2 separate regions of the Oryza sativa genome follow, and region 1 is linked to region 2. A link is a contact called in public HiCAR-type data. All regions are on one chromosome and are shown on one strand. The core of a region is the stretch at or near the end of the contact, and the rest is flanking DNA. Distances in the headings are between cores, read along the strand shown. Region 1 holds the start of LOC4325774. Region 2 holds the start of LOC4326717 (probable protein phosphatase 2C 2).

The links. HiCAR-type assays count read pairs that join an accessible place to other places.
Region 1: a HiCAR-type map of leaf shows a contact between it and region 2, with 2.0 times the contacts expected there. The contact joins the promoter of LOC4325774 here to the promoter of LOC4326717 in region 2. A contact is called at or near these places in 1 of 15 Hi-C or Micro-C datasets (panicle) and 1 of 4 datasets of contacts at active chromatin or transcription factors (leaf).

What each region holds. Positions count from the first base shown.
Region 1 is chr1:11,008,247-11,010,946 of ASM3414082v1, forward strand. It overlaps LOC4325774, which reads right to left and starts at 1,302. Exons shown (of 5, transcript XR_001542594.3): 1 at 1,029-1,302; 2 at 174-940.
Region 2 is chr1:10,832,335-10,835,034 of ASM3414082v1, forward strand. It overlaps LOC4326717 (probable protein phosphatase 2C 2), which reads right to left and starts at 1,339. Exons shown (of 4, transcript NM_001398290.1): 1 at 895-1,339; 2 at 1-164. The coding sequence starts at 1,053.

The DNA.
Region 1 (2,700 bases), core at 52-2,551, 180 kb after region 2:
ATTGCTGCAATTACTAAATTTTAGGTCAAAGCCAATTAGAAAAATCCAGTTCACAAAGTAGGTATTGGAAGCAAAATGTGTGATTCAATTTTATTCATAGTAGAGAAGAATCCACTGACACATACAACAAGACAAACATAAACATTTCTATCCTAAATAATTAGTTAATGTACCTTGCCAAAGTATGACGAGGCAGAAGATAATGGTAATAATCAAAGCTACCAGGTTGCCAATTGAGGAAGCTGGTTTGGTGTTCTTCATCTTCTTCAAAGCCTTCATCCGTTCAATCCTTGCCCTTTTTAAACTTGCGAGCTCAGATAGTTCACTAATGAGCTTCTGGTCAGCAGCATCTAATGGTGAAGCAGAAGGTGGTCGCGGCGGTCGTGGTGGCTTTTTCGACCGCTTCTTCTTCTCCTTCTCCCCCATCGACTTATCCAAAAGCCCAACCTTCATCTCGCCATCGGACGTCCTATCTTCTCCGCTTTTCACGGCGAAATCTTGAGAGCGTGACGAGCAGCAAGGAATGTGGTGATCATCCTTCATAGCTATAAGATCATTCCATGGAGTTTTCGCCTGGCTAGATATCATATTCACATCCGTCCCATTATCGCCCCCCTCTCTCATTAGCAAGCAATTCCCTTTCTCCAGATCAACCAGCACATCCCGGCCATGCACTTCCTTCGACTCCATGAAACAAACGAACCAAAAATAATAATAATAATAATAATAATAATAATAATAATAATAATAATAATAATAATAATAATAATAATAATAACGCAGCTCCCCTCCTTCCAAACTAGTAGAATTCAAGAATCAAATACTCTCTCTCTCTCTCTCTCTCTTCTTCAAGAATCAAATACTCCCTCCCTTCAGGCAAGGGGTCAGTTGAACCCCCAAACTTTCTGGGGAACACATAAACTGCTACAAGCTTCCAGATCTAGAAGAGGACATAGGGTTAGGGCAAAGAGAAAAGGCACATGTAAACAGCAACAATGAATAGAACGCGCGCAGGTACGGGCGCTCACCGGCGGCGGAAGCAGCAGCAGCAGCAGGGACAGAGACGGCGGCACCACCGCAGCTCGCGGGACGGAGACCGGCGCTGCCGGCAAGCGGGCGAAGGAGACGGGAGCCGAGGAGGGGAAGGGGAGATCGATCCTCGACCAGGGGCGGCGCGAGGCGGCCTTGCGTCGTGCCCGCGGAGGCGGAGGAAGGAGAAGGAGGGATCGATGGGAGCGAAATGGGGAACCGATCGTCCGTCGTTTAGGGGAAGAAGAAGACAGAGGAAGGGACAAGGGCAACAAGGGATGGAGCCTGAAAGGGCAGAGGTTAACGTTAATTGCCCCTAATCCAATTGCATTAGTATAGTCGTTTGCATATGGATAAGGGAGGGAAGGAGAGAAATAATTTGTCTCCTGCTCTATGATTAGGGTTTGTTGGAGTAAAGATTATCTTTTGACCTAATAGAACCTCTTGCAATTTCTACCTAGATTTGTACTATATCTAATAATCTTATTTAGCCGGTATATGGTAGTTGGGCAGATTTCTGATGGCATGTATTCATAGGCTAATGATTAAATATAGCCAGCCAGAATTATCAGGGCGTATTGCTGTTATGGCTAACCTTCTACCCACCATCTAATCCAGCAAACCAAAAGAGAACATTCTCTGAATTGCCATGAGAGTTCACTCTTATCATTTTTTAAAAAAGTTTAATAAATTATGCTCCTCAGTTCCTAGTGTTCATTAACCGATATACAAAACTTAAGATGGCTTTCATTAAAAGAACTAGGCAGAAAGACACAGCCAGTGTAAAATTTAGACCTAAAATATTTTACTCGTCGATTGTACTCCACCATGATCAAAGAGATCAAGATCACAAAACTCAGGATAGAACTAGCGATCAATATTTGGAACGTCATCGGCAACCTACACTCTCTCACTTGGAAGAAAACATGTTATCAAATTATTATTATTTTCACATGTTTCGATATATATGAGAACAGAGTAAAATGCATCAGTGGTATTTCAATTTATACATGGGTGTTATTTAGGTTCATTAACTTAAAAATCTTTACACCCGTAAACGTGCTTGCTATATCTATAAACCCAGATAAAAAAATCTGACATAGCATGCAACACAGACATTGACATGATATCATCGCTAACTCTACGTCGATTGACAAGTGTGTACTGAATGGGTAGAACTTCAATAGTATACTGTATACAACCATTTTTCATAGTAGAAATTAGTATCTTATTTGACGTACAACAAAATTAGTGAATACAGAGCCTATAGAATGTTACATCAGTATATTATACATGAAACGAAATTTGTCTGCGAAATAGAAAAGGTAGTAACATGCTAACAGCCCCCACACGGAGAAAAAGCCCAAGCATTTCTCGAGCTGGCCCAGTTCGAACGAAAGCCCATTCAGCTTTGGACCTGGATTCTGATTGGAAAAAGTATACTTTGACTCCCTCAACTATGGTTCGAGTATGATTCATATCCTCCAACTACAACACCGGGTATATCGACTCCTCCATCTATCAAAACCGGTACAAACAATGTCCCTCGGTGGTTTTGGCTGACGTGGCGCCTACGTGGCGGTTATGACCGAGTCTTTGTCCTACGTGGCGCTTTCGTGGCATTAGAATAAAAACAAAAATAAAAAATATGTGAGACCCACACGTCATTCA
Region 2 (2,700 bases), core at 89-2,588:
AAGGCATTAGGTGCAGGGCACATCAACAGTGAGCCAAGATGACCAGAAAGATCATCAATTCTGATATGTTCATCTTCCATGTACCGCCTAGGTCCAATATCGGCAAAGCTACCAGATCGAATGTTGGGGGAAAACTGTAGTGATTCCACGGGTGCCTTAACCATCTGCATTAAGCACAAAAAGGAGTTAATTATGGTGACGCTCATCCAAGGTGAACAGCATGCCCTCTTTAGTATGCCGACTAAAAACAGAGACATCCTGCACTATATTTCGTGGGAAACGTTTTCAGCTTTTAAATTCTACACTGCATCTCGTGGAAAATGTTTCCACCTTTTAAGTTAGTCTTGAGTTTCCCACCATCACACCGACCAATCATTCAAATAGTTTTCATCCTTTCTTAGGGATGTTTCATGAAAATATCTAACTGGCTAGATTAACCAAAAAGTTTAGCCACGTGAACATTTCAATACTGAATTGGTCAAATATGGACTCAATATGTGCGAATTTCAATTTCAAAGTAAAAGTCCGCAATACTTGAACAAATAAGGTATAACCGTAATCTAATCCAACCACGACACGGTATTGCGTCCGTACTGCCAATTTTGTTGGATTAATTTTTATTACTCGAGTAAGTACTCACCACCTTGCCACAATCACAAGTAAAAATTCCACCAAGATTAAAAAGCAAAAGAAAAAACTCCTGTTTTTTCAACTCATAAGCAAGAAAAATTCTAGAATTAACAACAGGAACACTAACAATTATTAGAATATTTATTTACCAAAAAATCAAGAAACACGAGTTATTGCCCAGCTCTAGAATTAGCGAATCGTCAAACTGAAAAAGATAGCCAAAGCCCCCTATTAGCTTATTAAGAAAAAGAAAAAAGAACTCACCAGTTCAGGCACCTCGATGGCGGCTTCCGAGGCAGCCTCCGGCGACATCTCCTCCACCGGCGGCGACACCTCGTCGACCCCCTTCACGGAGCACCGGCGGTGGAACGACGCCTCCAGCAGCGGCACGACCTGATGCATCACCTCCGCCCCGGCCACCATCACCGCCTCCTCCCCCGAACCGCTCAACAACCCGCTCGTCCTCCCCAACCGCGAAATCCAACCGGAAACCACCCCCCACAAACCAAACCAAGAACTCCCCCAACCAACCAAGCTTCCAACAACACCTCTCTCGATCACACGCAAAGCACTCTCTCTCGAAAGATTTTGACTCGGCTGCAATCAAAGCTTCTTTCCGGGGAAAACATACAACGAACACGAACACGGAGACTTGTTCTTCTTCTTGCGTGATCCGAAGAGGAGAAAGAAAGAAAGAAACAAACAAAGCGGCTGAGATAAAAGAGGGAGGCCCCTATTTACGCGCGTTGGCGCGTGTGGGGGGCCACGCGCACCCAAACCCCACCCGCGGTAGCCGGTGGGTGGCGGGCGGAGGTGACCGGCAGGTGGCCGCGACCGGCTTGGCTAAGTGGCGACGCGCGGGGGGTGTACCGGTGTTACCGGCACGTGCGCGTTCGCGCGACGGTGTGGCCGTGTGTGGGGTTTGGTTTGCCGACCTTGTGTGGTGTTGTGTTGGGTGTGTTTCGTTTGGCTAAGGCTTACGAGATGGGTGATGCGTGCACTGGTTTCACGCCTTTCGCGTGTGGAGACCGGAGACCGTCCGTTTTTAGGGGTTTTATTTTGCTTTTTTTTAATGAAGAAACTCGATTAGGAATGCCGTTTATTTCCGTTATGTGGTGTAGGAATTTTTAGCGTACGGTTATACTCGTCGTTATTAGTAGTTGAGGAATGTAAAGGATTTACACTGGCAGTTATTAACATAACGGCTATATTTTTTTTAAAAAAATGATGTATGTTAATTTCGAAATACAAGTAGGGGTGGGTATTCGGTTTGACTGAAAATTTCGGTCTCGATATCTTTGAAAAGTGAAGACCGAATTTCAACACAAAAATATTAGGATCGACAAATTCGGTCTCGGTCCTGACTAAAATTCCACAATATTTTTTTATATGCAAAGAAATAATGAAAATTTTCAACATAAAAAAAAGTAAGCACGTATGAGTAAAGACTCTTATTAGGTTGCATGCCTAGAAGAAGTAGGATTGTGGAAATTAGAGTTTAATCATATTGAACTTAGTGGATTATAGGTTACATTTAGATTTTTTTTTGTTAATTCGATCTATTCAATTAAGCGATGAGACTAACCGAATTGATCGAATAAAATTCGGTCTTTTACTGTTTAGGACCGAATTTCTTGGTCTCAGTCATTTCGGTTCGGTTTTTTTATGCCCACCCCTAAATACTAGCATAAACACATGAGTATTTAGGCTGTGTTTGCTGGGGGAGGTTGGGAACAAATCTTCTTCGCACGGAAAACGGAGCGGTCCATTAACGCGTGATTAATTAGAAATTAGCTAATTTTTTTTTCAAAAATGAATCAATATGATTTTTTTAAGCAATTTTTGTATAGAAACTTTTTGCAAAAAACACACCGTTTAGCAGTTTGAAAAGCGTGTACGCGGAAAACGATGGAGAGGTGTTGGGAACCCTGGGTCCGAACACAGCCTTAGCCTTTTCTTGTTGCTATATACAATTGAGCTCATGCTTTCATAGTTTCATTCGTGACCGATTGCCTCTCGTGATTATTATTTTTTTTTGCGGGGAGCCTCTCGTGATTATTAACGAAAATA